Regions from separate parts of the Mus musculus genome. Here regions 1, 2 and 4 are each linked to region 3. A link is a contact called in public HiChIP or PLAC-seq, Micro-C and capture Hi-C data. All regions are on one chromosome and are shown on one strand. Each heading gives the region's core, a stretch centred on a gene start, on an enhancer-like site or on the middle of the called end of the contact. The rest is flanking DNA. Distances are from core to core; before and after follow the strand shown.

Region 1 (5,198 bases), core at 2,059-4,558, 700 kb before region 3:
AGTAGACACCTTACTGATTGAGCCATTTCCCCCAGCACCAATGGGTGCCATTCTTAGTTCCATCTTATAGATAAGGAATCTGAGGACATTAAATAACTCATACAAGATCCAAGAGGTGCCAAGTGGCCAGAACTCAGGCAGAGTGGATATATGGATGATAATGGCTTGAGACTGGTTTTTATTGAGGGAGACAGATACCAGGAAGAAAAAAGTGAGTTGTGGGAAGGACAGAGGATTACTGGGGACAGTGACAAAGATGGCTGAGGGGTGAGACCAGAGTCTTCCCAGAAGGGAGGGATTTGCCTGAGTAGCAGGGCAGAGGTCTGCTGTGGTGTTTTTGAGGTTTGTAGGCTGAGGAGAGCTGGTCAGAGTGGTAGGATGAAGAATTGGGGACTTGTCTACTACCTGGCTGGCAATTATTGCCGCATGGCATGGTAAGGACCCCAATATTCTGGAGGCTGAAGTAGGAGGGTTGTGAATTTATGCTTAGCCTAAGCTGCATAGTGAGATCTTATGAACTTTTATAGGAAGTGAGATCCACAGGTCTTCGCCATGCCACACAGCAATGAATTCTCACTGTCTTTGTTTCCCTTAATTTCTGTAGGTTCCAACTCATTAGAAGTTTCATTTATTTATTTGTTCCTCTTCCTCATCATTAACGGATATGATGGCTACAAAGATTCCATTTTTATGATAGAGATCCATTTTGGTATCCACCAGTCATTTGTCTCTGACTCCAGTCCCTGGAAGATAAGTTCCCAGGTCCCCCCCCCCCCCCCCACTCATCTACTTTCCACTCAGAAATGTAAAGCCATGATCATCTTGTTGTTTATGTTACAACAGACTGCATTCTGGCTCTGTAACCTGCCTATGCAAGCTTTCAGGTCACCTTGACTACCTAATCTTGGCAGAGCAAAACATCTCTTGGCTTCCTTGTGCAGATGTTCAAGGTTTTAATGGTTTTTGGCTTTAAAAATCCCTCCCTCACTCCCCTTCTCATGGCAATCTTCAGCTTGGCCCAGAGATTGTTGTCCTGCTAGCAGTAATCAATAAATCCTTTACTTATAGTTGGATTGAGTCTGTGATCTTGTCCCAGGGGTCAGAGACTCCATGACAATGGATGGTGCAGTGTACTAGTTCCTGACGAGTGTTCAGGGTTGACTTAACTCGAGCCTGGCTTCTATAGATTCTGGCATCTAGAAAAAGATGCAAGACTCCCCCACCCCCGCTCCCGCCCCCACCCCCAGACCCCATTCCCTTTGCCATAGTTCCCAGGGCAGAGTTTGCAAGGGAAGTAATGCAAGCAGGAGCTGGCTCTTCCTCTCCGCCAGATGCTTCTCAGTGGTTTGTGAATGAATGAATGAATGGAGATTAAGCTCCAATGATGCTAAAGTGAACTCCCAGCCTAACACAGGCACCTAAAGACCTCAGCAAACACATTAACGTCTAATGTCAGTCCCAACTCTGTTGCTGTCTGAATCAGGTCCGGTACTTCTTATTCTCTGAAAGTCACATTTCTTTTTTTGTGTGTAACTGTTATTGCTATTTATTTATTTATTTATTTATTTATCTATTTATTTATCTATATGTTTATTTAACATATTGTCTAGATTTTATTTGGGATCCTGGCCATACTGAGTGGATTGTTGTCATTGAAGCTTCCAGAAACCCAGGACACACCAATGAAATCTACTTGGGAGACGACTGAACAGCAGGTGCCAGAAAACAAGGATAGTTTAGGCGAAGGCCCTCCTGATAGTTTTGAGAGATGGGATTCAAGCAGAGCCCTTTCTTTTGCTGAGAGGTGGGGTTTAAGCAGAGCCTCTCCTGATGCTGAGAAGTGGGGTTCAGGCAGAGTCCCTCCTGATGCTGGGAAGTGGGGTGCAGGCATAGCCCCTCCTGTGACTGAGAGGGGTGCTTCAGGCAGAGCTTCTCTTGAAGATGAGAGTGGGGGTTCAGGCAGAGCCCCTCCTGAAAAGAACACTGAGATGGAAAATGAGATAGAAAACATGAAAGTGAGTAACCTGGGGGGATTCTGATGGTGATAAATAAATATCTTCCATGGTGCCCAGCACCCAGGATGTTGGCATCAGTTACTTTGTGTTAGAGAGGTGTTATTCTTCCTTTCCACATGTTACTTATGTATCTGCATAAAAAATGTGAGAAAGTATTAAACACTGTTTTGTAAAAGTAAATGAAATAAAACCAGTATGTGTTGGAGAATGGCTTTGTGCACTGTGTATTCAGATGTTGATTTCTTTGCCCAGAGATTTGGTTACAGTACAGACCGTGGGATTGTCTTGATTACTAAATCATCTCCTGTATCAATGTTGTATAAAGACTGCTCCCCAATTTTCTCTGATTTGTTAATAAAAAACTAATCGGTCCATAACTGCGCAGAGAAGGCAGGGCCAGGACCAGGGTCCCAGGAAGAGAGAAGTAGGAGAAGGACCACGGGGAAAGAGAAGAGGTAGAGAGACCATGTGGAGAGCTGGGGTTGAGGCAGAGGGTCCAGGAGGAGTCATGATGAGCATGTCACCAAGGGATTTGCCATGAGGACACACATGGAACAGAATAAGCCAAGGTGAGACTCAGATTGAAGGTAAAGGGCTGTGTGAGTGGGAAACAGGTAGCTGAGAGGGTTAGAGTAGATGAATATCTGCTAGTCATAGTGCTTAAAGCTTGTTAATCATAGGGTTCTGTGTCAAGTATTTGGGAGCTAAAATGGGTTAGAACAGGAACAGACAAGCCTTACATCCTTAATTACTGTGTTTATTTGGCACCCAACATGGGGGCATAGAATCCAAGCCTGGTGAAAGGCAAGAGAACAAGCACTCCCCAGGAACAGAGCAGGTTCCTAGATAGACACAGGACCTGCCAAGGGATGAACTCCTGTGCCTGAAGATTAGCACTAGCACCCAGGAGGCAGCGACTTGTAATGGTTTCCTAGCAACAGCTCTGGGACAAGCCTGCCTTCAGCACATACTAGCATCCCAGATTCATGTGCAGCTCTAAGGTTAGCCACGAGCTAACACAGCTGGTGGGTTCCAGGGCTGCACTGCGTTTCTCCCAAAGCATCTGTGCAAAGTGGGAAAAGCCTGCTGATGGGGAGGGGCCAGGCATCGGGAGAGCAGTGCCCCAGAGCTGGGAGGATCACAAGGCTGATGGGGATAACAGAAGCCTCTGGCAACCGGGAGCCCCAGATCAGAGGATTAGGCTTGCCATGACCTGGCAAACACCAACTCAGCCCAGTGTAGCAGAGTGGCATGAGAGCTCAAGACAGATGGCAGAATGCATGGCAGCCCAGAGAGGTCCCCAAACACAGATGCTGCAGTTTCTACCTCTCCCTGTGAGTGGAAAGACAGGGGCAGAACTAATCACTGCAGTGTCCTAACCTAAACAGCAGAGGGAGACGGAACACACAGAAGAAATCAGATTTGTGCTTGAATGCTAAATTAAAAGAGAGAGAGAGAGAGACTGGGTATAAAACATCATAGACAAATAAATAGTTTGAAATTAACAAAATGAAGTTCATAAAGAGAAAAATAACTTAAAAAGAACAGCCACATAAAGATGGAAAAGAGTTTAAGAAAACTTATGTACAGGAAACAATATTAAGCTTAGAAAGCATTAAGAGAGAAATAAATAAATACACCTGGAAGATAAGTCTCTAAAACAAAGAGAGAGAAAAATAAACTGAAATCTCCAGAGGAAGGAGAAACTTAGAGAGATTAAAAAAGGAAATATTTTCCATGCAAAAATATGGAAAACACGATAGAAGAAGGCATTTGGACCCCATATAGTTTTGTTTTGACTGTCAACATAAAAATACTTATATGTTCAGTAGTGGTACAATTTTATATATCCCTTTAAAGGAAGATCAAAATAATGCAGACTTAGATCAGGAGAGGACTGAGAGATGGAACACTAGTTACAGGCCATAGTACAGAGGTGAGAGGATTCTTTAAATCAGAATCACAGATCTTGAGAAGAACTCAACCTGGATCCTACAGTGACAGCAGAAAAGATAGTTCCAGATGAGAAAAATCCACACAGGCTTGAGGAAGTAGATGAGCAGCCCATAGAGATACAATATCCTAGTTAAGGATCTAGATTCTCCTTAATGATGCTACCTTAGAGCAGTGACATACACTAGATTACATGTTTTGTAGACATTGGATAATTAATATATGTACATATGTTAATGTATCATAAAGTTGATACTCAGAATATCAGAATGATTCTGCTCTGAGTTCTGAAAAGGCTGATTCTGAGACTGCACATTTATTAGAGGCGATGGCTTTCTTGGAAAATGTCTTTACAGATTGAACCTGATGATATGTCAAAATGTGTATCCTTTAGAATACAACAACTTTTCAGACATATGGCATAAAAAATGTTACAGATGTATCTTATAATCCTACAGGTCAAACAGTTATGGAGAGATCTAACAGGACTTTAAAGGAAATGCTCACAGAACAGAAGGGGACTATGGAATGTCCCACAGATAGATTAAATAATGCTTTATAACACAGCTGCTGAGAAGCACTGGACTGCTGAATTAGATCAGCATAAACATGTGGTAACCTCAGAATGGGAGGCAGGGAATGTGTTGCATTGGGGAAGAGAATATACTCTTATTTCATCAGGAAAATCTATGGATTCCTTCAAAATGAATAAAAATCAGATTAGACCAACTGAGACCTCCTAAAGATTGTGACTGCAGTCAGAAAGAAAGAAATCATGAAGACCAACAAAACAGGTAACTATTGTTGGTCCCTCTACTTGGGAACAGCTCTGAGACTGGCTAAGACGTGAAATGTCTTTAGTTAAAACTTCAACAAAGCATAGCCAAAAAATCTTGTTGGCTACATGGTCATCAAGACTTATCCATGGGCAGGGGGCGGCACTGGGCAGTGGTGACCCAACATTTAATCCCACCACTTGGGAGGCAGAGGTAGGTGGATCTCTGTGAGTTCAAGGCCAGCCTGGTCTACAAAGCCAAAGCTACACAGAGAAACCCTGTCTCAAAAATAAAACAAAAACAAAAACAAAAACACCCAACCCCCCCAAAACAAAAAACCAACCAACCAAACAACCCCCCCTCAAACCCCCAAAACCCAAACCAAACCAAACAAACAAAAAACAAGACATGGCATGGATAAAAATTTATTAGCTTGGTTATATATCCAAGCTAA
Region 2 (4,877 bases), core at 1,989-4,488, 730 kb before region 3:
TCCCAGCAACCACATGGTGGCTCACAAACACCTGTAATGAGATCTGACACCCTCTTCTGGTGGGCCTGAAGACAGCTACAGTGTACTTGTGTATAATAATAAATAAATCTTTGGGCTGGATTGAGCAGGGACTGAGTGAATGGAATTGACAGGAGTGAGCGGGGCCAACTGGAGCAAGCAGAGGTCCTAAATATAATTCTCAACAACCACATGAAGGCTCACAACTATCTGTACAGCTACAGTGTACTCACATACATAAAATAAATAAATACATCTTTAAAAAAAAGAGTGTAGACTCCAGGGAATCCAATAGTTCTATTAAAAAGTGAAGTACAGAGCTAAATAGAGAATTCTCAACTGAGGAATCTCAAATGGTTGAGAAGCACTTAAAAAACTGTTCAACATTCTTAGTCATCAGGGAAATGCAAATCAAAACAACCCTGAGATTCCACCTCACACCAGTCAGAATGGCTAAGATAAAAAAACTCAGGTGACAGCAGATGCTGGCGAGGATATGGAGAAAGAAGAACACTCCTCCATTGTTGGTGGGATTGCAAGCTGGTACAACCACTCTGGAAATCAGTCTGGCAGTTCCTAAGAAAATTGGAAATAGTTCTACCTGAGGACCCAGCTATACCATTCCTGGGCATATACCCAAGACATGTTCTAACATATATCAAGGACACATGCTCCACTATTTTCATAGCAGCCTTACTCATAATATTCAGAAGCTAGAAACAACCCAAATGTCCCTCAACAGAAGAATGGATACAGAAAATGTGGTACATTTACACAATGGAGTACTAAGCAATGATTAAAAACAATGACTACATGAAATTCACAGGCAAATGGATGGAACTGAGTGAGGTAACACAGACACAGAACACACATAGTATGCACTCACTGATAAGTGAATATTAGCTCAAAAGCTCACACTGCCTAGGACCATATGGAGTGTAGAAGGAAGAAAGCCCATGCTTTAGTCCTGCATGAAGAAGTGAACAGGATGACTGTGGGAGGTGGAGGGAGAGGGGGACCTGGGAGGGAGAGAGGACAGGAAGGAAATAAGGGGGCAGGATCAGGAACCTGAGGAGATGTGAGAGAGGCACAGAGGGTCAGGAAGTTGAACAAAAATATGTGTCGGGGGGCATAAGGAACTGGGGGTAGCCACTGGAGTCACCCCAGGACCCAAGAGGATTGACTTTAGCTGAAATGTGCAGAGAAGGGGGAAATAGAACCTGTTGAGACCACCTCCAGTAGATAGGCACGACCCCTGGTCAAGGGATGGGGCCACTCACCCATCTCAAAAATTTTAACCCAGAAATGTTCCTGTCCAAAGGAAGAGCAGGGACAAAAAAATGGAGCAGAGACTGAAGAAGGCCCAACCAGGGACTGCCCCACCTGGAGATCTATCATGTCTGCAGACACCAAACCAGACACTGTTGCCGTGGTCAAGAGGCACTTGCTGACAGGAACCTAGTGAGGTGTTTACTGGGGAGGTCTGGCCAGCAACTGACAAATGCAGGTGTGGATGCTTGGAGCCAACCATCAGACTGAGCTCAGAGAACCTGATGGGGGAGCTGGAGGAAGGACTGGAGGGGGTTTGCAACTCCATTGGAAAAACAGTACAGACTGGCCTGACCACACAGTTCTCCCAGAGACTACACCACCAACCAAGGAGTATACCTGGAGATATACTTGGCTCCAGATGCAAATGTAGCAGAGGATGGCCTTGCCTGACAGCAACGGAAGGGGAGGCCCTTGGTTTTGGGGAGGTTTGATGCCCCAGCATAGGGGAATGCTGGAGTGGTGGAGCAGGAGAGTGTGGGTGAGTGGAGGAGCACTCTCATACAGGCAAGGGGGAGGAGGAGGGCAGATGTGGGATGGGGGATTGGTGGTGTGGTAACCAGGAAGTGGGATATCATTTGACATGTAAATGAATGGAATGATTAAAAAAAAAGGGTGGAGATAGTGATGGAGAAGTATACAGAAGAGTCAGAGGGGGAGAGAGGGAGGATGGGGGGAGGGGAGTGGGAGAGGGAGAGAGGAAGGGAGAGAGGAAGGAGAGGGAGAGATGAGAGGAGAGGGGAGGAGAGGGGAGGAGAGGGGGAGATATTCTAAGAGGCAGAGGTCAGGGAAGACGGTATCAAAAGCAGCATCTTCTGGGTGTGGCAAGACCATCATACTCTGCAACTCAACCGCGGCTGTGATTCCTGTACAAGACCTGCTTAAGATCAAGCTAGAAAACACTTCAGCATGCGGTGGGCGGAGCTCTTCAGTTTAGAGCCCTGACTGAGGAGTGAGGGAGAGTTGTTGACCTCTGGGAAGGCTGATTACTACCTATGGGCAGTGCAAATTTGACTAGTGGTTTTTTGTTTGTTTGTTTCTTTCTTTGTGTGTGTGTGTGTGGGGGGGCACTAATTGGACAAATTAGAGGTGGATGGGGAGGTGGACCTGGAGGAATTAGGGGGAGGAGAAGGGGATGAATATAATCAAAATACATTTTATGCATATATAAAATTCTCAATTAATAAAAAAGGTATATTTTTAAAAGAAGTGCTGTTTGAAGAAGAAGAAAAGCATGGGGGTGGGCAGAGAAATATACTGTGACAAAGTTCCTTTTCTTTTGAAATCGTGTATGTGTTATGCCTGAATTCGTGCTCCTAAGTGCGGTGCCTGTGGAGGCCAGAGTTGGAGGATGAGAGGTGGGCGCAGCAGGCAGAGGCAGGAAGCTCTTGGGTTGGACCAGGCTACCTCGGCTACATAGCTAGACACTATCACAAAACAAAACAAAACAAAACAAAACAAAACAAAACAAAACAAAACAAAACAACATAGATACATAAATAGACCTACAACCCCCCCCCCCCCCCCCGCCCATCCCCACTCCATGAAACAATAACAAAATCATTCCTGATTTCACTTCAGGTCCGCTGAATCTCTGGGAGTGGAATAATAAATGTGTACTTAAAACCCACCACACAGTGGATTCCTAAGCATGAAAGTTTAGGGAGCAAAGGCGTGTCCTGCTGAAGATGGGGTGCTTTTGAAGTCCCCAGACCAAGCCAGGGGCTCTGCATTTCCTAAACTTCCTAGAAGTGTTGACGCCTCCCTGAGTTGTGGGGTCATGGGAGCAGGATGGAGAGGGTGGGAAAGCATCCAGCAGGAGTTGACGCACGTGCAATGGAGCAGCAGGATGTGCCTCACGTGGCATCCCTGAGACGCTTGGACTGCTGGGAAGGAAGGAGGGCGGCCTCCCCAGCAGGGGCACCCAAGGCCACGGGCAGGTGAGGCGGGTCGGGTGCGGTGCTCCAAGTCCAGGGCGCTCAGCACTGCCACCCGGACATGGAGTCCTGCAACGTGGAGCTGATTTTTGACCACATAGGACACTTCGGCAGGTAGGGAGACAGAACAGGACATGGAGCCAGAGTCGGGTGGCACGTGATCGGGGCGCTGAGGTGTCTGTTTCTGTCGGTTGGGATAGGTTCCACAGCTTCTCAACCCCCTATTTGCCCAATGCATGCACAAGTCTGGCCAACAACCCATGACCTGGCTTGTCCTTTTGTCCATTGGCCACAGGAGGCGCCGGACTCTGCTTGGACTTGGCAGGTGCAGGCAGTATTCGCACCCCTTCGGGTCAGTTGGGACTTGGTGTGCTCTCTGGACCACCAACTGGGGGAAAAAAACACTATTGGAAGGCACGGTCCCAGGTGTAGAAAACCCCCCAGCCCAACCGTGTTCTTTTCCACTGTCCAGGATGAATACCTATATGTACCCTAGAGTGCTTTCCCTTTGGGCCTGGCAGGTTTTCCTGGCTGATGGTTAGCCTTTGCTTTCATATAGATACCCAACGTATGCATGCATCCCTTAATTTCATGGTCACTGCAAAAGGCAAGTTGGAGTCCATGTCTGAATGACTGGGAAATGGAGGCAGTGTGCTCATAGAAGACCCATAGCAGACTAACGTGGGGGTGAAGGATCAGCTCTCACATAGGAACTATAATGGGCCTGAATGTTTCATTTACCACCACACCATCTGAAAAACTGGGTGAACAATGTACCTTAGATGCTTACAAATAACTGTAGAAATACATGTTGCAGTTAGAAGTGGTCCGCATATGTAGCCCTAGTTCTGGGAAGGTGACAGAAAGCTCCTGGCCAGCCTAAGCTACATAGGAAGATACCACTTAAAAGTGGGGGGCGGGGTTGGGAGCTGGAGAGATGGCTCAGGGGTTAAGAGCACTGGTTGCTCTTCCAGAAGACCTAGGCTCAATTCCAAGCACCCACACGGCAGCTCACCACGGCAGCTCACAACCGTCTGTAACTCAGATCCCAGGGAATCCAACATGCATGGGTACAGACTCACATGGATACCCGTTCACATAAAAAATAAAGGCTAAAAAATCTTTAAAAAGGTTAAAAATAAAAAGAAAAGAAACAATAAAAAGAAAAGGTTACCCGAGGTTTCTACAGACACTCACCTACATGGCAGATGGTAATAATGTCTCATTTTCTCCTTGTGTTCAGGGAGCTAATTAAAGCAATCATAGAAGTTAGTGTTTAGTTACAGTTTGAGGTTAAAAACCACTCAGTAGCCAGGCATGGTGGCTGGTACTTATAATCCCAGCCCTTGGGAGATGGAGGCAGGGACTGCTGAGTGCTTGAGGCCAGTCTGGCCTCCACAGTGAGTCCTAGGCCAGTCTGGATTCCAGTGGGAGACAGCTGGGCATGGAATCTGTACCACTGGGTTACTCAGGCACCATGCTGCTGTCCCCAGGCTTGCTCCATGATGGTGAGCGGGTTGCAGGGGGTGGACCTGGGGAGCAGCTTGCAGGAGGGAAGGGCCAAATGCTCACAGCAGAAAGTGAGGTCAGCCT
Region 3 (5,603 bases), core at 2,992-5,491:
CTGCCTGAAAACCAGTCTTCCACGGCAGCCTTTAGAACAAGATGTAGCACTCTCAGCTCCTCCTGCACCATGCCTGCCTGGATGCTGCCATGTCCCTGCCTTGATGATAATGGACTGAACCTCTGAACCTGTAAGCACCCCAAATTAAATGTCATCCTTATAAGAGATGCCTTGGTCATGGTGTCTGTTCACAGCAGTAAAACCCTAACTAAGACAAGAGGTAAACATTTTCTTATTGTACAACAACCCTAAATATCTCATAAGACATATTACCCTCACCGATGTTCTTCCCCCTCTGCTACTTCAAAATGAACCAAGAACAAGAAAGAAGACCCTCGGGGGCTTGCCCAGAGCAAGTGACTCCATGATGATCTGACAGCATAAGTCCAGGAGGTGAAGGTGTGGCTAATGTCTCAGCAAAATGGAAAATTCTGGGACCTTCAGGACAGCCCTTAAGGCTGCAGAAAAGAGCTCTAAATACATGAGTGATATATATATTCAACTATGCAAAATATAAGGATACAATATGAAGTATGAGGGGTTTCATGAATCTAAAGACCAAAGGCAGGTACACTATGAGCCAGCTTGTCAGAGAGATACAAAGGCAGGCAGAGCAAGTTCAAGGTCAGACAGAGCAAGGTTAGGCCCACGAGTGGTAGAAATTGTAATTTCAGGGCAAGGTCCCACCCAACTAGATCTTTTGTGCTTAACAAAGGCAGACAGATCTCTGAATTCTTTTGCTACATTAGGGGAAAAAAATGTATGCTTGCTGTCTCTTAAGAATTAGAGTAAATGACTGGATTGCTATGTAAAATAAGACTGGACTTTGTGTTCTACAGGAGATGAGCTATCCAGAGAATTTAGGATAAAAAGAACTGCTTGGAGAACAGATAAATATATAGACACACATACAGAGAGAGACAGAGTGAAAGACGGATGGAGACACACACACACAAGCAAGAAGAGCATGGACAGAGAGGTCTCTTAGAATATAGACAAAGAGATCTCCAGGGAGAAAGCGGAACACAGCAGCCTGGAAAACTGGATCAAGCAGAACACAACTTGGATCCACAATCTGACTTTCTCTTGTCCTTCTTTTCACTGCTTCCAGACACCCCTTCTCTCAGAACCCGTCTCCAGGCTGAGGCTGGTCCTTGGCATCTAAGCCTCCAGGTGACTGCACCACAGGTGACATTTCAACTGTAACTTCTGAGACCTTCAGGCAGATCCGATCAGACTCTCAGTCTACTGAAATTACTATCTAGATCCACTAACCTGGGGGGTAACTTGTTGCAATAGGTAAGTCACGTAAGACCTGCATTAGTTGTCCTGGCAAGTTTTATATCAACTTGACACAAGCTAGAGTCATATGAATGGAAGGAACCTCAGTTGAGAAAATGCCTCCATAAAATCCAGACGTAGGACACTTTCTAACTAGTGATAGATGGGGGAGGGCTCAGCCTGCTGTGGATGGTGTTATCCTTGAGCTGATGGCTCCTGGAGTCTATAAGACAGCAGGCTTAGCAAGCCTTGAAGAGCAAGCCAGTAAGCATCACCCATCCATGACCTCTGCATCAGTCCTGCCTCCATGTTCCTGCCCTGTTTGGGTTCCTGTCCTGACTTCCTTCAGTAATGGGCAATGATGTGGGTGTATAAGCTGAATAAATTCTTTCCCAAGTTTCTTTTTTTTTTTTTTTTTTTTTGGTTTTTCGAGACAGGGTTTCTCTGTATAGCCCTGGCTGTCCTGGAGCTCACTTTGTAGACCAGGCTGGCCTTGAACTCAGAAATCCGCCTGCCTCTGCCTCCGGAGTGCTGGGATTAAAGGCGTGCGCCACCACGCCCGGCTCCAAGTTTCTTTAGTCATATTTGTTTCATCACAGCAATAGTAGCCCTAACTATATTATAAATGAATTTAATATAAAACATGATAACATAAAGGCTAAAACTGTGAATCTTTTCAGTGAGACAAAGCAAAATATCATCATGGCCTGGGAACAAGCAAAGAACATGAAAAGCAGTAAGCACACACACACACACACACACTGAAAATAAGGGTCAGAAAATCTTGCCCATGTTTATAAATCTAGCACTGGGGAGGTCAAGACAGGAAGATTATGATTTTGATACTATCCTATACTCTCTCCCTCTCTCTCTCTCTCACACACACACACACATATAGTTAAGTTAAATTTCATCAAAATAAAACACTGGTGTGGAAACTTGGTTTAGTGGGTAAAGATTCCCAGGGCCCACTGAAAGCCCCACACAATAACACATCTCTGACCCCAGGGTTGGGGGTGCGGCGTATAGACAGGTAGAGCCTGGGCGAGGGACACTCATTGGCCAGCCAGTCTAGCAATATGGGAAGCTCCAGATTTAATGAGAGACATCTAGGGTCAACCCCTGGCCTCCAAACTCCTCCACGTGGGCACACATACCCACACACATGTACATGCACTACACACACACACAAATAAATTAAATTAAATAAAATTTCTAACAGGGTTTGTCGTCCTCAGCAACCGAGTTTTCATGGGTGCCACTGAAGACTTGTGGGAAAAGAAATTCTGTTTTATAAAGAATAGCATCTCAGCCAGGGCCTCAGAATGCTCAGCTTACCGGTGGGCTAAAATTCCCATGTGACAGTTTATTTACTCTCCTATTGAAGACTAGCCACAGTTCACTGAATATACCAAACGAGATACTCACACCCTAATATCATAGTGAAGGCCAGATTCAGATAAACCACACTATAGCAACTTTGTTTCCCAAGCACAGAAATGAGAAAAAAATAAGTTCTATTAGCACCGCTCTGCAAGCCAGAGAACTATTAACAGATGCGTCCGGGTCACAGAACCTCGAATCCCAGCAAAACAGTGCATGTGATTAAGACCAATCACGGTGATAGTATACCATGAAATCGCAAAATAGAAGCTACCTGGGCCAAGTTCACATTTTTTTTCATACCCCCTGACTTTACTGTAAGGAGTGGACTCAAGAACTTCAAGATTATGGGAAAGCAGAAAAGAGGAACTCTTTCAGAAGCTGTGTGCAGTTCCTGTGTGCCACAGCACCTGTCTGCACGCACTTCTTCCAGCCAGCCACATGTTCCTAAGCAAGACAGACCTGCAAACCATCCAGTGCTTGACTGCATGGCCCTGGCGGCCGAGCCTGCAGCGGCGCTGGGAGGAGAGGAGGGAGTACGGGGTGCTGCCTCTTCCCGACGACCCCACAGGGTGCCCCGATCCCCGCAGCGCAGTCCTCCCGCCCCGTCCCGTCGTTGTGGGTACTCACAGCTCTGGTCTCATACAGCACCAGCTTCTGGACCGAGCTGATGATGGGGGCAGCGGCCGTGGGCATGGCTCCAGCCAATGGCGGCCCCGCCACAGGGCACCAGGCCGCGGCCCAGGTCGTGACAGCGGCGGGGTTCCCCCTGGAGACAGAGCGAGGAGACCCCGCAGACCTCCAGCACACCAGACACAGCTGACAAAAACAGTGTCAGAACACCAAACGTTCAGCAGCGGGCTCGCCGGCTGCTTCCGGATTCCCTCAGCCCCGCCTCCCAACCAGCCCAGCCCAAACCGGAGGGGCGGGGCTACAGGATCACGGGGTTGCTGAGGGCGGACGCTAAGGGTGCCATCTTTCTTAAGGGCAGGCAAAAAAAAAAAAAAGAAAGAAAGAAAAAGAACCTGACTTATGTTGACCTTTAAAGAAAAGAAATCAGATGATTGGGTTCTCCTTTTGGAGCGGTTTCTCCGTGTTGTAATTGGTCTGTTTCTTCCTATATACTCTTTATTTTCCCGAAACCTGTCTCCTGGATGCCTGTGATTTTCCCCTGTTTTGTCGCCTATTTTATCTCCACGAAAGTCAATAAAGTTAATATTGTGGCTGTATGGCCCACAAATCTTTCTTAATTACATAAATGTGGCGCCTTTGGTATTTGCACATTTTATGTGTGAGGCTAACGGTCTGAATTCTAAAAGGGACCGTGCTGTGTAGGGCGAGCGCGCTGCTGTTAAGAGTCAGTTCTAGTTAAGATAAGGTTTTCGCGTTTGCTGTCTGGGCATAAGTAGGTAATATATGCACTCGCTCTGTTGGTCACCTCTACACTTTGGGAAAGGTGTTTTATAATTATGACTACATTTAAACACAGGCTTAAGAATTCACTTTGAATTACAGCTCCACCTCCCGAGGCCCCGCCCTCCAAGAGGCTCTGCACGCCGCCCACAGGTTTCCAAGGCAACCGCCTAACAGCTACCTAGAGCCTCAGTAGAGCCTCAGAAGATAGCTGCTGTCGCGTCCCCGGTCCACAGGTAAGCAGAGGCAGGGAATTGTCCACATTCTGGGTGCATTTTGCCATCAGTTGCAGGAAAGTACACTTCCGGCGGGGACCCCACACCAGTTGCTTTTCTTGCAAAGTTAAACCACGATCTCTTCATAAATCGACTTTTCAAAACCAGTTCTCCTTTTAGCTAAGGTATTTATCTCACAAATGCGGACTAAAGACTTGCCTGCCCCAAAGGGTAACAGTGGCCGCTAAAGTAGCACAGGCAGGAAGTGCTAGGTTTCACAGGGACCCCTCGCTATATTCCAGAATTCACCGCTAGAGGGCTCTCATACTGAAAAGAAAAAGGTAATTATTAAAATACAAACAAATAGCTGAAGAGGATATTAAAGTTTGCTGTAGATTCAAGGCAGGACGTTACAAGGTTTTTAGAGTATGATTATCTATTATCTATTATTGGTTTTGTTTCAGTTTGATATATCTTTTTTATTGAGAAACTAGAAAGAAAGAGGGCAGGAGTCTCAGTTATGGCATTTTATGCTGGTGGGGGGGTGGGGGGGTACGTGCGTGTGCGTGTAAGCCAGAGGCTAAGCCAGCAAGCCCCAGAGATCCACTTATCTCCATCTTGAACTGCATCTTTTAACTTTTCCATTTCACAATGGAAACCAGCTCTTCCCAATGCAAGCTAAACATCTGCAGAGCATTTTGGTTTAGGAAAGTCACTTTTTAAAAATAAATAGTTCTGATTTTCAAATATTGTTTTCCATTATTATTTTATACTACAATGGAGCACTTCCCTTTGAGAATTTTCTTAGTTTACATCACCCAGGAGCCAAACTGATAACAAACAAATGTGCCAAGTTGTTTCTATAAGGGTGATCCCAGGAACAGAAGCTGGGCAGGGAGGGGCTCTTGGAAAAGGGGGTATTGTCACACAAGCTTCTCTGTCAGCTAAACTCACTGGGAAATGGGGAGTACATACCTTGGAACCATTCCCTTTCGGGGGAGCAGGCGGGGAGGGACGTTGTGTTTACTCGCCAACTCCCGTGTATTACTGGTTGAAGCCTGCTAGGCAGAGCTCGGTGTCTTGGAACTTCCAATTTGCCTGAGCTCAAACAGAGGGGACGTGGCAGCTGGAGGAAGTTCATGGACAGAGCCCACATGCTGGTATCCAAAAGTCCAGCAGTGACCTAGAAAAGTTGCCTGACATGCATGAGGAGAGATCTGCTGTACTCCACCCTGTAACCACTCACACCCACTGTCCCCACACCAAGGTCACACCAGCCCAGCCCATCACCAGTCCCTGAAGACAGTAACT
Region 4 (5,618 bases), core at 234-2,733, 530 kb after region 3:
CTTCTCAAATTGAAGCTGGTTGTGGTGGTCTGAATATGCTTGGCCTTTGGGAAGTAGCACTATTAGGAGATGTGGCCTTACTGGGAGAGGGCCTTGGTAGAGGAAATGTGTTACTGTGGAGGTGGGGCTTTGAGGTCCCACATACATGCTTAAGTCTGATCAGAGTGAGCCAGAGTCCTCTCCTGGCTGCCGTCGGATCAAGATGTAGCCTTCTCGGCTCCTCCTCCAGAACCATGCCTGTCTGCACACTGCCCTGCCCCCACCATGATGGTAATGCACTGAACCGCTAAAACTGTAAGCCAGTCCCAATTCAATATTTCTTTATGAGAGTTACCTTGGTAATGGTGTCTCTTCCCAACGATGAAACCCTAACTAAAACACTGCTGTGTATTACTATCAACTTAGTCATGTCTGAAAGGTGGAGGTAAAATAATTTCTTTATGCTATAAGCCCTAATCTTTATCATCTTTAGTTGTTTCAGAACCACCAGAAATTATTATATAATTGATAGAAATTTGAAAAATTTTATCCCACTACATATAATATGTTGAAGTAAGGGCCTTCCTTCAATTATAGAGAATACTAATTTTAATAAGAAACATTTTCTCATGTCATTTTTAGTATAGTCATCCCAATGGTTCAAAAATTAAACCATTTTCAAATTTATTTGCTGTTTATAAATTTTAATTGGTATTTTTGAGACAAACATGGGCTGGTCTAGAAGTTACTATGTAGCCCAGGCTGACCTTAAACTTGAACTTACAACAGTCCTCCTGCATCAGCCTCCCAAGTGCTGGAATTATAACTATGAACCATCAAACCTAGCTTTGTACAGTACTAGGCAGCCACTTAAGGAATTCTGAGCAAGGACTGTTCCACCAAGCTGCACTCCATTTGTTTGTTTGTGACAAGGCCTCATGTAGCCCGGGCTTGCCTTAAGCTCACTACATAGCTGACGATGACCTTGAACTCCTTATACTCCTGCTTTCACTTCCCACATGCTGGGATTACAAGTACCACCATTCCCACCTCCCAATTTTTAAATTTGAATCTGAAGCAAAGTCTTGCAAAGTTGCCCAGGCTGACCTTGAACTTTTGATCTTCCTGCCTCAGCATGTACCTACAATGTAAACCTAAGTTTACAACAATAACAGAACAACTACTTGTTGTAATTAAAGCTATATGGATGTGTTTTTCCTCTCTTCTAATGTCTTCTAGAACTCTCCCTTTTTGAGATTTCAGATGGTACTACCAGTGAGTATTCAGAAGATGCTAACAATACTAGTGATAAGGTGCCTGAGCTGAACAAGTTGGGTGTTTTGACATTATGGGCTCCTGGGTATGCACTACTTCACTGCGAGCCTTACATTGGAGCCAGCAGCTGTTATGAAAACTGAGGTGGCCACTAAAAAGATACTGAGTGGGTAGTGTATGTGGCATGTGGCATGCACACTCTGGAAAAGAGTAAATCACAGGCCTGGCAGCATGGTATGAGATCACTTCTCAGAATAGCACGTGATTTAAAATTTACGCATTGTTGATTCTGGATATGGCTGACCATGACTAGCGATTATAAAGCCATAGAAAGAGAAGCCAAGGATACAAGGGGAATGCTGTGCACCAGATTCTATTCACAGAATGATTCTGCAGGAAGTAGAACTTTAGGGTACTCGGAAGTAAGTTTTCTCTAGTATGGTACATATGTATGCGCGCATGTACTAGCGTCTAAAGCTGCAGATGTCTGATTTTCCTTATAGTTACCTTTCTTTTGAAGACTCTGGCCATTAATGACAGTTTTCCACTCACTTTACATTTTTGTGCCCGCCTGCCTCCTTGTTCACCAAGGACATTTCCTGAGTTCTCAGCAGTTAGCTGCTGTGAGCACTAGGTGGCACTCTGACTCAACTCAAGTCTAGTTTGTCATCAATTTTGATGCTGTAGGCCTCAAGAGAAGATGTGTGTACAACTTAAGAACATTTGTGTTTTCAGTTGTCTTCTTTTAGAGGGAGTCTGAAAGGAGAAAGGAGATAATTCCAAGTTTAAATATCCAAGCTTAACTGGTGATAGTATTGATCTCCTCTTTCACTTACTGTCTCAGACTGTTCCAGGTACCTGCACAGGTATCTGTGTGGAAGAGAGGTGGAGAAGACTGCTGACCTCAGAGCCCATAGTCTAGTTAACTCGCCCCCCCCCCCAGATGCTGTTCTTGGGCCTGTGGCATGCACTCGCTGCTTTTATCCAGTCACTCAACACAAGGAGCGTGAGCTGGAGAGGTAGATGATCTGACTAGACCATCCAGCTGGGCAGGTACACAGTTGGGCTCAACGCATATGTGCTCCTTGGAGAGTAGTTTCTGGGAAGATGAGAACATGAAACCAGTAAAGCAAACATTCTCTCCCCCATCCCTGTCTCTCGCTCTATGTATATATATGTGTGTGCACATGCACATCTGTCTGTCTGTCTGTCTGTGTGCACATGCGTATAGTGGTTGTGAGTGTGCTGACATGGGATCTGAGAATGGACCTCACATTCTCTGCAGAGAGTAGTGGGCAGTCTTAACTGCCCCAAACTGATTACCAAAGGAGACTTGTTCTTGTTTTCCAGGAAGCAAAGCCAAGACTTGTTCTGGGAGAGGCTACAGCTTAATGGTTCAAATTGAAGATTTTGGCTTTTTAGGATGTTGTGTGACCCATCAGTTACAGAGAAAACAGTGTATTCTTGCATGTACTTTTGGGGGAAAACCCAAGTGTATCAATTTTTCAAAGAGTACCCTCCATAAAAAAATTGAGAAGTTGGGTGTGGTGGTACATGCCCAACATCCTAACACTTGGGGGTGGGTACAGGAAGGAAGGTCAGAAGTTGAAGAGCATCCTGGGCCATTAGGTGAATTCAAGGCCAGCTTGGGCTACCTGAGACCTTGCCTCAGAACAGCAGCAGACCACCTGAGCTGCCACATGCACAGGACACTTACTTCCTGAAACTGTTAGAGAAGACTTTTTACAATTGAAATGTGAGAGCCTTAAGCCAGCAAAAGTACACTTTCGTGAGAAAGCACCAGCTTGCTGCTCTTGACGAGGATGCTCATTGCATGGGGCTGAACTTTTCTTAGCTAAGCAGCAGGTCTCCCAGGCATGCAGGTCACAGGCAGAAAGTTTCAGATTTGATTCCAGAATGTGGGACAGAGCTGAGCACAGCACAGCTGCAGCCTTGGTAATGTGAGACAGACAAATACGCCACGGTCCAGAGCTGCCCCTGCCAGACTGCTGTGCACACACACTGGCTCTTGCTAACGCTCTACGGGGCAAGCTAGTTAGTGCTCTAAGTTTTAGTTTGTTGATGTTTGTCTTGTTTGGGGAATTATTTTTTAAGTTAAAAAGGTTTTAATGTTTTGTTTTGTTTAGATTGGTTGTATTTGCTTTCTGGGCTTGTGTTTGTTTGTTTTTTCAAGACTGGTGGTTTTCTCTGTGTAGCCCTGGCTGTTATGGAACTTATTCTGTAGACCAAGCTGGCCTTGAACTCACAGAGATCTACTTGTCCCTGCCTCCCAAGTGCTGGGATTAAAGGTGTATACTACCACCACCTGGCAATCCAACTTTATTTTTTTTAACACACAGAAACATTATATATGCATCCACATATATAAACATTACATTGTGTTTCATATATGCATTATATTGTCTTTAAATCAACTTAAATATATATTTTTTCTCAAACATTATTTTTGGGAATTCTATAATTTTGTGCCTCTCTGCCAACCTATTCTCTTCTCCCAACCCCAAGCTTCTGTTTTACAGTCAGTAACATAAAGATAATAGCATATTGATCTTTGTAAGGCATTAGCCCTGTGCCTCCTTTTACTTTGTAACAGTTTTTAAAGAGGAGAAGAAGCAAGCAGGCATGAACTATAAAGCCAAGACTGGTACTCAGTTCTCTGAACCTCAGTCTCTCTCTATCTTGGCCAGGACTGCAGTTGTGTTCTTCCCTTCCTAATTCCATGCTGCTTGAGATTGTTATGTTTTTTAATTACTTGGGATTAATAGTGTATGCTCCATGAAGATTAAGACCTGTCTGTTCATTGCTTAGTCTCTTGTCTGACACTAGTGCATATAAGCAGGTGTGTGAATGAATGGATACATGTTAGCTATTATTATTACTACTTGACAGTTTGTACCTAGCTTCCTACCTATCTGCCAGGACCAGCTGGAGCTGCCTGTCTTTAAATGGGGTGAGCAAGCCAGGAGAGAAGGCCCCTTCTTAAGCAGGTGGCTGACCTCATCTTTTAAGGAAGGTTCTTTTATAAGCCTCTTTTCTTCAGATACAAGCAGTCTTTGTATTGACTAGGAGGGCACTGGAAATGCTGACTCTCAGCACTTCTACTAACATTTCTTAAAATTTCTAAACCAATTTTTAACTTTAATTCATGTTTACAGTTTGAGGAGTACCATGATGAACATTTAAAAATTCTGGAATTCCTAGGTGTAGTGGCTTGTGCCTACAATCACAGAACTCGGAAGTTTAAGGCCAGCCTGGGCTGCATATCATAGCCCTGTGTTAAAAAGAAAATGTTAATGGGAAAAACACACACGTACCAGTAATGGAGAGCTAATACAGTATTTTAGGTCAGTAGTTAAATTTTCAGGTTTGTGGTTTGGGGTAATAATTCCTGAGTCATAAGCTTTGGTTGTCTTTGACAAAAGAAGATTCCAGCTAAGAACAGGAACAAGACCATGGCTATATACCTTTCACTGGCCCCTGTAATATGGTAGTTCTAGCCAGTATATGGTCTGTCTATGCTGTGTTCCAACCCCAAGTCCTACCCCATAAAATGTGGCACCCTCCCTCCCTTTATATCAGAGCTCTGTATACTCCTTGCATCTACCCTATGTCCTCCAACACAGTCTAGAGGTATGTTCATGGTTGTTGGGATTAGCCGTTGGAAGGACAGGCTGCTGCACTTGGACAAACTCCATGTCCTAGAAGTGTAAGGGTAAGGAGGGGTTGGGGTTCAAGCTGTCTAGCTGTGTAAGAAGAGCTAAACTGCAAGCCTAGTGGTTATATAACCCTGCATTCACCAGAAGGCAGCCAGGTTAAAATGCTATTAGAATGAAGAGTTGTCAAACAATGTAGATTCTAAAGATAAATCTGGGCTGGCCAGATGGCTCAGCAGGTAAGAGCAAGCACTTCCTGCTCTTGCAGGTTCCTTCCCAGTGCCTGCATGGTAGCACGCAACCCTTTGTAGCTCCAGTTCCAGGGGATGCAGTGCCCTCCTCTGGTCTCAGCGTGCTTACATGTAGACAAAATACTCATAAAAAGCTAAAAATAATTTTAAAAAATAAGCATGTCAAAGAGATATAGTTGCTTTTTTCTAATATTGTACCAGAATGACAGTATATTGTACCAGACCCAAGAAGATGATAGGATGATTTAGAAACCACATCTGGAAGGTTTCTTTGTATTCTAGCATCTCTTGTAGTTCAAGTGTGGTTTCTGTTTGCTGCACAAAGTCCTTATTGACATTTGACCCAAGTCAGTCCAGTAGATCTCTCAGGCTTCTAAGTTCAGTACGTCCTTTCAGATCCTTCACATCTATTTTTAAAATTAGTATTTATGGGTCTGAA

Evidence for each region. A called contact is a pair of places that touch in the nucleus more often than the background predicts. HiChIP or PLAC-seq counts read pairs in DNA pulled down with a chosen protein or histone mark. Capture Hi-C pulls out chosen DNA fragments and counts their contacts.
Region 1: an H3K4me3 HiChIP or PLAC-seq map of forebrain shows a contact between it and region 3, with 4 times the contacts expected there. The contact joins the enhancer-like site here to the promoter of Ak9 in region 3. A contact is called at or near these places in 2 of 39 promoter capture datasets (cranial neural crest and stem cell-derived epiblast-like cells), 1 of 484 Hi-C or Micro-C datasets (cortical neurons) and 4 of 115 datasets of contacts at active chromatin or transcription factors (embryonic forebrain, embryonic stem cells and forebrain).
Region 2: a capture Hi-C map of embryonic stem cells shows a contact between it and region 3, with 6 times the contacts expected there. The contact joins the promoter of Slc22a16 here to the promoter of Ak9 in region 3. A contact is called at or near these places in 4 of 39 promoter capture datasets (3T3-L1-derived adipocytes, cranial neural crest, embryonic stem cells and 1 more), 6 of 115 datasets of contacts at active chromatin or transcription factors (astrocytes, embryonic stem cells, large pre-B cells and 1 more) and 2 of 9 other capture datasets (adipose tissue and embryonic stem cells).
Region 4: a contact with region 3 is called in a Micro-C map of embryonic stem cells, with 3 times the contacts expected there. The contact joins the enhancer-like site here to the promoter of Ak9 in region 3. A contact is called at or near these places in 2 of 39 promoter capture datasets (embryonic stem cells and liver), 7 of 484 Hi-C or Micro-C datasets (CD4 T cells, embryonic stem cells, neutrophils and 2 more) and 1 of 115 datasets of contacts at active chromatin or transcription factors (stem cell-derived neural progenitor cells).

What each region holds. Positions count from the first base shown.
Region 1 is chr10:40,601,908-40,607,105 of GRCm38.p6, forward strand. Slc22a16 (solute carrier family 22 (organic cation transporter), member 16) reads left to right here. Exons shown (of 8, transcript NM_027572.1): 8 at 1,611-2,225. The coding sequence ends at 2,039. Among named protein-coding and RNA genes, the nearest start is that of Ddo, 26 kb to the right of the region's middle. Within about 2 kb of position 3,309, at least 7 of the 459 cell types and tissues checked have an H3K27ac peak or open chromatin away from gene starts, as enhancers often do. A contact at or near this core is called in cortical neurons and forebrain, where this site is marked.
Region 2 is chr10:40,567,124-40,572,000 of GRCm38.p6, forward strand. Slc22a16 (solute carrier family 22 (organic cation transporter), member 16) reads left to right here and starts at 3,239. Exons shown (of 8, transcript NM_027572.1): 1 at 3,239-3,398. The coding sequence starts at 3,346.
Region 3 is chr10:41,299,693-41,305,295 of GRCm38.p6, forward strand. It overlaps Ak9 (adenylate kinase 9), which reads left to right and starts at 4,242. Exons shown (of 40, transcript NM_001370813.1): 1 at 4,242-4,313. Fig4 (FIG4 phosphoinositide 5-phosphatase) reads right to left here and starts at 3,549. Exons shown (of 23, transcript NM_133999.1): 1 at 3,295-3,549. The coding sequence starts at 3,360.
Region 4 is chr10:41,829,183-41,834,800 of GRCm38.p6, forward strand. All of the region lies in intron 1 of Sesn1 (sestrin 1), which reads left to right. Among named protein-coding and RNA genes, the nearest start is that of Sesn1, 21 kb to the left of the region's middle. Within about 2 kb of position 1,484, at least 24 of the 459 cell types and tissues checked have an H3K27ac peak or open chromatin away from gene starts, as enhancers often do. A contact at or near this core is called in embryonic stem cells, regulatory T cells and uterus, where this site is marked.